Linked DNA regions of Sus scrofa: region 1 is linked to region 2. Evidence: chromatin contacts called from public Hi-C data. All regions are on one chromosome and are shown on one strand. Each heading gives the region's core, a stretch centred on a gene start, on an enhancer-like site or on the middle of the called end of the contact. The rest is flanking DNA. Distances are from core to core; before and after follow the strand shown. Region 1 has its middle 16 kb from the start of IL15RA. Region 2 has its middle 200 kb from the start of PFKFB3.

What was found. Hi-C and Micro-C count contacts between places; a contact is called where the count stands out from the background.
Region 1: a contact with region 2 is called in a Hi-C map of skeletal muscle, with 6 times the contacts expected there. The contact joins two enhancer-like sites. A contact is called at or near these places in 3 of 47 Hi-C or Micro-C datasets (retroperitoneal adipose tissue and skeletal muscle).

The regions. Positions count from the first base shown.
Region 1 is chr10:65,003,313-65,008,436 of Sscrofa11.1, forward strand. No RefSeq gene overlaps it. Among named protein-coding and RNA genes, the nearest start is that of IL15RA, 16 kb to the right of the region's middle. Within about 2 kb of position 1,954, at least 5 of the 83 cell types and tissues checked have an H3K27ac peak or open chromatin away from gene starts, as enhancers often do. A contact at or near this core is called in skeletal muscle, where this site is marked.
Region 2 is chr10:64,660,286-64,664,795 of Sscrofa11.1, forward strand. No RefSeq gene overlaps it. Among named protein-coding and RNA genes, the nearest start is that of PFKFB3, 200 kb to the right of the region's middle. Within about 2 kb of position 2,431, at least 26 of the 83 cell types and tissues checked have an H3K27ac peak or open chromatin away from gene starts, as enhancers often do. A contact at or near this core is called in skeletal muscle, where this site is marked.

The sequences.
Region 1 (5,124 bases), core at 704-3,203, 340 kb after region 2:
CAAGCCATCCTGACAGAGACTGCCATGCCCCCCTAAATCCACTCTTCCATTGGTCACAAAAGCCCCTGGTTTTAGTGGAACACAGCTAAGGATTATGTTTGCCAGGCTCCCTTGCGGCTAAGTGTGGCCACGTGACCAATTTGACCAATGGGACAGGAGTGTCGTAAAGTGAGCGGTTTCCAGAATGTGCCCTTGAAGAGAAGAGGTGTGCCTGCCCCTTCTTCACCTCTGCCACGGCTGACAGGTGGCCTTGATGCTGGGAGTTAGAACCACCAGTGAGAGAGAAACTACAAGTTAAGTTTGATGGGAAAATAAAACCAAAGGAGTCTGGATGTTGAGCACCAAGGAGAGACCACACCAGGGCTGCTGACTCTTGCTCTGTACCTAAGACACAGATACCCTCCCTTTAGGTGCTGTGCCTCTGCCCTCCTTAGAGCACATCTGTACCAGCATCCCACAGCCATCATCCACCCCCACCGACATCAGACATACTCGTGCCCCTCCCTCAAATTTGGCTCATACAGTCATATCGGTGTCAAAATATTTTCAATGGAAAATAGGACAAGAATTAGCATTCAACATGTAAGCAGGCTTCCAAGTAAATACACGTTTTCTGTTCCATAAACATCACCTAAAAATGTTTCCCTCTAGAAGGTAAACAAGTATATCTGAGGAAACGGCATCGATTCTCTGTACTAATTTGACAACTTCCTTACTCATCTTTAGAGAATGAGTGTAGTTCATTTGCAATGTCCCTGAAGGCTTTTCCAAGAGTGTGGGCTCAGATGGGGATGCTTCTGGCAGGTGGGGATTTCAGGTTAAGTCAGGAATCAGAAAGAGAGAGCTGCTGAAATGTTCAATGCCAATCTCTTTGTTATTTCATTCCTCTTTTGAAGGAGTGCAGTGCAAACCCGTGTCCTCTTCATCTATAATAAGTTATCCTTCATATATGAGTTATTCTACTGATTTGAGGGTAGGATCAGAGGCTATTCCATGTGGAAAAACAGGCTAAGAACTGCCTTCATGCAGTCAGGTAAGGTGGATGGCTAAGAGCTTTCCACTACTTGGCTTGGAAGGGAAAGTTTGGCTTCAGCACTTTAGACTACCTCAAAGGAACAGAACTTAAGAGAGAAGTTATATAGTGTTTGAAATCATCAGTGGAGTAAATGCCTTAGAGCAAAGTGGTGAACGAGGAAGCAGTACCATTAATCCGTAAAGAGTAGAAGATGCAGCAGGAGATGTGCTGGCACCTCCCTGTCTTTCCATGCCCTGTTCTCTACTGTTAGGGGCTGAATCTTTGCCAACTACACTTCCCAGATGCTCTTGTCCCAGCCGCAGGCTAAGGTGGTTAATTGGAAGTTCTAAAAAGAGTTTGGAGGACAGATGAAAAAAGAGAAGCCATACTCCTTCCTGTCTGCGTCTAGTGGCATCTCCATCAGCCAGAGATGGCTGTGGGCTCAGCAGCCGTGGCAGCCCCAGTAAGGAGAGCAGCAGTTGGCTGCCATTACAGGGTCCAAAAATATATGCAGTTACCGCAGCACCGATTTCAGGGGCAGCCAAGTTTCCTCCATGATCAGCCCTAAGAATACTCCTGGTCTCATGTAACATCACCTCCTCCCCTGGTTCTTCCAGACCTGGCTTCCTGCAATACAAACCTTTTCTGTTTTGCTACTTTAGCCCTTTGGACACTTCTGTAACCAGATCCCTGTATAAAATGTGTCCCTTAGGCTCCCATTTCTGGCCAAGATGGAGGAATAGAGACTAAGTTTAGTCCCCATTCCCAAAACAACTAAAAAATGGGGGGGGGGATGAGATAACACTTTTCAAGACATTGAATGTGAGGCAGTGAAGGACATTAATCCCTAAGGAATGAGAAGCAAATGAGGTGAGCCTATGCTGGCCCTGGCTTGCTGCCCTGAGGAAGTCTCAGGTGTGGGGCAGGGAGAAGGGGCCCCCTCAGAGACCAGCAAACGTGATGATTTGGAGGGGGGGCTGAGTGTCCAGGGAGGCCCAGACCAGTCACAGCAAGGACACTGAGGAAAGAGCAGTACCGGGAGTGAACCTGAAACCTGCAGGTTCTGGAAAGACTGCTTTAGTGTTCTTCATTTCAGCAGAGTGCTGACCATCCAGTGCATGAGAGGAAACTACTCAGGCCAGGAAAAGAGCTGCCCTAAAGAACTGGAGGAAAAACACACAGCTCACATGGGCGTCAACAGTAATACCTGATCGACCAGCCAGCCTGAAGCAACACCTAATCCCATTATTCATGGGAGGGCTCAGAGGGGCCACCCCTAGACTGCAAATCCTAATCCCATTATTCATGGGAGGGCTCAGAGGGGCCACCCCTAGACTGCAAATCCTGCCTGACACAGCTTCAAAGCAAGACCCAAAAGGATCAAAGCGTATCCAAGCAATTAACTGTACCCCGGAACTAAGCTCAAGAATGTTTACAGGAAAGTAAAAAATACCCAGCAGCCAGCCAGATAAAATCTATGATCCAGTCAAGATATACAGCTATGCAAATAAGCAGGAACCTGTATGACTCACAAGGAGTAACGGTCAATCAAAACCAAAGTGGAACTGAGAGAAAGGTTAGAATTAGCAGCCAAGCACATTAAAACAGCAACAAAAACTTTATTCCATGTGTTTAAAAAGCTAGAGGAAAGATAATACATGTTAAGTGGAGACATGGAAGATATTTTTTTAAAAGATCCAAATCAAATTTCTACATATGAAACTTTAAATCTCAGACTAAAAATCCACTAGATAGGGATTAACAGCAGATTAAACACTGCAGAAGAAAAGATTAGTGAACTTGAAGAGACAGCAATAGAAACCAACCAAAGTAAAACACAGAGGAGAATAAAAGACTTGGGAAAAAAAATATCTGTGACTTCTGGAAAAGATTAAAAAGAAACCATGTATGCAAAATAAAACATAAAGGGGGAAAAGACAAAACAATACAAAACAAAACAAAAAAACCCTAGCACGTGAAAAGAGAGTCAACATCTTAGGGAAATGCAAATCAACAGTACAATAAGATGCTACCTCACACCCATCAGGATGGCTGCTATCAAAAAAGAGAAATAGGAGTTCCCACTGTGGTGCAGTAGAAACGAATCCAACTAGGAACCATGAGGTTGTGGGTTCAATCCCTGGCCTTGATCAGTGAGTTAAGGATCTGGCATTGCCGTGAGCTGTGGTGTAGGTTGCAGATGCAGCTCAGATCTGGTGTGGCTGGGGCTCTGGCGTAGGCCGGTAGCAACAGCTCCGATTAGACCCCTGGCCTGGGAACCTCCATATGCCATGGGTGTAGCTCTAAAAAAGACATAAGACAAAAACAAACACACAGAAAATAACAAGCGGTGGCAAAGAAGTGGAGAAATTGAAAGCCTGGTAGACCATTAGTAGGAATGTAAAATGCTCAAAAAACTAAAAAAAGAGCTACCCTATGATTTGGTGATTCCACTTCTGAGTATATACCCCAAAGAATAAAAATCAGGGTCTCAAAAAGCTATCTGTACACCCATGTTCGTGCAGCATTATTCATAACAGCTAAAACATGGAAGCAACCCCGGTGTGCATCCGCAGATGAATGGATAAATGAGATGTGGTCTTTATACACAGTGGAATAGTTTCCAGACTTAGAAAGGGAGGAAATTTTGCAATATGCAACAACACGGATGAATCTTGACAACATTGTGCTAATGAAATAAGCCAATCACGAAAAGACAACCGCTGTCTGATTCTACTAACATGAGGTATTTGGAGGAGCAAAATCATAGACAGAAGGTGGAATGGGGGCTGTCAGGGCTGCAGGGGCTGGGGGATGGTGAGTCATTGTTTCATGGCTACAGCATTTCAATTCTGCAAGATGAAGGGAGTTCTGAAGATGGACAGGCTTAAGGCCAGGAATTCAAAAAGGGTTAAAACGGTAGATTTTGTGTTATAACTTTTCCTACCACAATTTTTTAAAGTACTTACTGTTTGATTCCATTTATTTTATGTAAACTCCTATAAAATGCAAACTAATGTACAGTGACAGAAAGCAGACGGTCAGGGGAGGGACAAGCAGGGGCAGAGAGGGGATTACCAAGGGGCACTGTATGGCTGTGGTTCTACAGGGGCAGACACGTCAAAACTTAGCAGTTGCGCCCTTCAAACATGTGCTGTACACCAATTAACCACCCCCCACAAAATTTTCTAAAAAGTTCACCCCTTTTTAAAATTCCTGGCTGGATTGCAGGTTTTTTAGGGGACTGGTCTCTGACTGAATGTCTTCTGGTCTCACCAGCCAGTAGGTTCTGGTGGGGCAAGCTGTTGGTAATAACCCATAGTTCCTTGTTTCTTGCCCCACCTGATAGTGTAGAATTTCAGTCCTGCACACACTCACAGACACACACACACACACACACACACACACACTAGCTCACTCAGACACCTTTGGGAATCTCCAGCAGCCAGCTGGCAGAACGGCATTTGCACTAAAACAAGTTCCACGTGCCCTAGACTCTCACTGCATCCTCCGTGAACCCTGCATCCTCCGCTCAGACCTCCAGCTCGTCTTAGCATCAAGTTCTCACTCACAGCCAGGGCCCGAGGGGTTCACCTGACTCGCCCAGAGAGGTGTGAACTCCAGCAGTGAAGCCAAGTGAGCAGGACTTCCCGTCCGTGCACATTCAGAAGATGGCATGAAAGTTGTGCCGGGGTCCCTGGACGTTAAGCTCCCCACGTTCTCACTTCACAAATCAGCAGCACCACTCTCTAGGGAACACCTGCAAACAGCAGACTTCAGGGCCGTGTGAAACGCTGACACATAAAGTATTACCCCTGGGGAAGTGAGAAAGTCAGACACCAAACTGTGTTCTGAGTCCCTACAACCACCTACGCTTGGACTCAGGAAAACAAAGTCACCGGATGCTAATCTGCTGGTTCAAAGAGCATCCACCAGGTGCGGGACAAAGAAGGTGGGGGACCTGGACCAGGAGAACTGGCTTCCTCCCGATGCCCAGTCTCCCCGCCAGCCCCACCAGCCCCGCCAGCTCAGCCCTGCCAGCCTTGGTGTCAGGGAAAAGGGGGAGGGGTGTCTAGCTCAGTGCCTCCCCTTCCCCTGCCCAGGGCTCT
Region 2 (4,510 bases), core at 1,181-3,680:
GGAGGGTTCATCTTTGAAGACCTGGAATTCGATAGGTCTTCCCCTTCGGCCCTCCCTAAGAAAACTATCCCAACCAGAAACAAAAAATCAAAGATCAACTAAGGAGTTCCCATCCTGGCTCAGTGGTAACCAACCCCACTCGTATCCATGAGGATGCAGGTTCGATCCCTGGCCCCGCTCAGTGGGTTCAGGATCTGGTGTTGCCGTGAGCTGGGGTGTAGCTTGAAGAGGTGGCTGGGATCGTGCCTTGCTGTGCCTGTGGTGTAGGCTGGCAGCTGCAGCTCCGACTTGACCCCTAGCCTGGGAACTTCCATATGCCCCCCACCCCGCCCTGTGTGGCCCTAAAAAAACAAAACAAACAAACAAATCAAATCAAATGAAACAAGAGAAGCCTGGGCTGCCTGGACCAGAGGCACAAAAGTGGATGTGTGAGCTGCGTGGGAGGGACCGGGCAGGCGGTGATTCGCATCATGCAGAGGGCGGAAGTGGCTCTCACCCCGGGCTCAGGTTCAGGAGTCTCAGCGGGAGTCCCAGTGCTAAATCTGAGAGCGGCAAGGCTACCCTATCTGGGAAGCGCGGACTTGGAAGCTTGATCACTAAAATGCCATTCACTTCCATGTAAGGCAGGCCCTGCTTTGCAAGTATTAAATATAGTTCCAACTATAAATGGTTCGCCCAAACTGGATAGAGCTTGGATTTTCTTACCAGTGAGCATGGAAAGCTTTCTCCCCATTGTCTAGAGCTCTCCAAATCCAGGGAACACTCACCAGCCTCCACAGGTGACATAAACCTTAAGAATTTGTGTTATCGACTAATATGAGACGCGGGCCTCGTTCCCTCCCGGATTCTCGGTTTTGCGAGGGATACGCTCAGCCCGGGGGGCGGAGCCAGCGCGCCTTAACCTGGACCCCCCTCCAAGCTAGGGTTGCCCTCGCCCTCCTCCAGCGGGGATGGTGAAACAGAGGCGGGTCCCACTTCTTTGGCGGAGAACCTTCCTTTCTGCTTGAGCTCCAATTTGAAAACGTGCCCCTCTTCCCCTCACTCTCATGCCACAGGCCCCCTGTGTGTGCCCCTCTCCACCACAGACCAGGCCTCCCAGTAACGTGTCACCTTGGTCCCTTAAAGCCTCCATCAGACCTCTCCAGCCTGCCCTGAGTTGGTCGTGTAAGGGAGCAGTTACATGATATACCAGTTCCTTCCAAGGTGCTAGTTTATATTTGCTATTTGCACCTCCCAATTCTTCCCTCCCCCAAAAGTTTCACCCACAATAGCCATAAGATTGGTTTTGAAATCTGTGCGTCTGTTGCTATTTTATAAAAAAAGTTTTGGGGGGGAGTTCCCATTGTGGCTCAGCGGGTTAAGAACCTGACTAGAATCTACGAGGATGAGGGTTTGACCTCAGGCCTTGCTCAGTGGGTTAAAAGATCCAGCATGCCACAAGCAGCGGTGTCTGGTAGCTGCAGGGCTGATTTGATCCCTAGCCTGGGAATTTCCACATGCCTCACGTGCAGCCCTAAAAAAATTAAAAAGTTCTTTTATATCATTTTTATTAGCTACACACTACTGCGTAAGATAGATGATTAATGAGAACCTACTGTGTAGCCCAAGGAAAGCCACTCAATAGTTTGTAATAACCCAATGGGAAAAAAGAATGGATATATTTATATGTATGACTGATGCCCTTTTTTGCTGTACACCTGAAACTGAGGCAAATATTGTAAGTCAACTACACTCCAAGAAACTAAAATAAAGGTGCTAATTTAGAATGGCAGGTACATTCCTCTCAAGTCCTGGGACAATGAGAGGGATTGGGGCAAAGGGGGAGTTTGCCCCAGGGCTCTTGCACATGCATCTGGGGGGCGGGGGAGAGAAGGTAGCTGTCGCCTGATCACAGGGACCTCGACAAGGCTCCACTGGAAGAAAAACATCCCCCACCCCACAGACTCATTGGTCCTGAGATGGGAAACACTTCCATCTTTGCAGAAGCATTTCCTTGCGGTTTGGAGCTAAAACACTCTTATTTTTTCAAAGGTGCGCTTCTTGGTGAGCTGACTCAGTGACAAGGATCTGACCAGCTATTTAATTAATGACAACATGTTGCAAGTATGGCCCAGAGCAGGGCCAGAGGCCACAGGACAGGGAAGAGGCAAATGCTGACCAGGGCAGCTGGTCGGGGCTGTCGGAGGCTGTTTGTCTGGTAGGGGGGTGGGGCCGTGGACACAGTGGGGTGACACTGGCACCTCAAAGGGAGCAGAAGGCCCCAGGAGCAGGCTTCAGGGGCCACAAGAAAACGGCTACAACTTCACAACTACGCCCGGGGGGCTCCGTCCCCTGGAGACATTCCAGCTCCCCCAGGGAACATCGAGCTGCAGAATGAATGGGTTTTGTTTGGCTTTGCTGAGATGCATCTTAATTCAAGAGCTTTTGCCCGAATGAGTCAGAAGCAGGAAAGTCTCCAGCCTCACAGCAGCTGGTACTTTTCCATCCCGTCCCGTCATTATATAACAGGGCACATTTTTAGAAACTTAGTTCTAGCTGCAGAGCCGTCTGGGCTAAACTTCCAACTTCCCCATCCTCAGACTTTCAACGTTCAAGAAAGGAGATGTTGGCATTTTTTGGGTTTTTTGCTTTTTTTAAGCTATCAAGAGTAGGAGTGGGAGAATAACGTATTCTTCCTAAACGTAAAAGGAGCAATGAGTTTCACACAGTCACTTCTAAATGACACCATCCTACCCCTTGTGCTTTTATAGGGACAGGATCAGAGAACCCACAGGTGGCTGGGTTTTATCTTGTGGCTTTCAGGGAAGCACCTGGGAAAATGCTCAGCTTGAAGATTTTAAATGGAGTGTCACATATGGAGGTAGAATGTTAGCTGCAGTTCATACTAGCAGGTAGATGACTGACTACAATTCATACTAGCAGGTAGATAATCATACTAGCAGGTGGTGGCTGACTGCAGTTCATACTAGCAGGTAGATGGCTGACAGCAGTTCCTACTAGCACGTAGATGGCTGACCGCAGTACATACTAGCAGGTAGATGGCTGACCACAGTACATACTAGCAGGTAGATGGCTGACCACAGTACATACTAGCAGGTAGATGGCTGACCGCAGTTCCTACTAGCAGGTAGATGGCTGACCGCAGTTCCTACTAGTAGGTAGATGGCTGACCGTGGTTCCTACTAGCAGGAAGATGGCTGATCACAGTTCCTACTAGCAGGTAGATGGCTGACCGCAGTTCCTACTAGCAGGTAGATGGATGACCACAGTTCCTACTAGCACGTAGATGGCTGACCGCAATACTAGCATGTAGATGATTGCTAGACCAAGGAAGTTTCATGGGGACACCTTGAGAGGACTGGGTTCCTGAAATAAGGAAAGACTGAAGCCAGAGAAGAAAAATGTGTTTGCAGAGATGGAGGTAAAAGGGCTCAGAGTCAAAAGCAAAACAGAGGCAGATACTGCCTCAATGACTGTCAGGTCATTTTGCACGATGACAAGGTACAAGGACCAGATCCCAGATCTCTTGTTTCTCACCTCTCCTGCTAGAATGTCCAGTCATCCTCTTGGGCCTTTTGTCCAAAACAGCCCCTTGTCTATAGGGACAGTTGTGACCAAGTCTCTCCAACCTAAGTGCCTAGGAAGGAAAAAACAACAGCCCGAGGCCAACATGTCCTTAATGCGAAGCCACGTGCCCAAGGAGAAGCTCTCCTTGTTTAAAGTCTGCCCAGCTGCCAAGGATCATGAAACCTTAGCCCCAGCCCCAAACCCTGAGCCAAAGCCAAACGGGAATGGAAAGGAGCAGAGGAGCAGGCAGAACGAAATGGGCTGTGGCTGGGCGGACATCCTCTGCGGGCCAGCTGCACCCCTTCCTCCTTGTGGCCACAAGCCCGACCTCCGGTGTGCACGCCGTTCCCCGAGGGCCTTCCAATTAGAAAATCAGAATTGTCAGCTGACCCAGTCCCAGCAACTCGGCAGAGAGCGCCAGCTTAGTTCTGGCCTGATATGCTTTTCGCAACTTGTTTTTGCAGCAGTGGCCACGGCGTTTCTGTCCCCTCCTCTTGGATAACCTTTCAGCGCCAGTGGAACCACCCTGCACCCACAGCGCCAGTCGTAGCTCCTTTTCAGATGAATGTGAACCTTGACCCCTGAGAGGCAAGCAGGTGGAGAAGTGGGAGGTGCTGGATGTAACAGGCTGCAGACCCCTGTCTCTGCTTCCAGAAGGAAGACAGTCTGTGTATAACACTTGTCCTGCTCCTCACTGGACAAGCCAGAGGATGCAGTGAGCAGCTGGTCATGCACATGGTAAGTATCTAGCAGCAGATGTACACGAAGCACTTACCATGTGCGGAACCCAGGACCAGACACGAGTCACCAAAGAGACCAAGATGGGGCTCCCCACCTCCACGCCCTAAAGACCCTGGCAGCCTCTGTGACAACCACTCTTCCCAACTCTGCATCCAGAATGCCACATTGACGGCTTGACAGCCGCCATGTGGGAGAATTTACA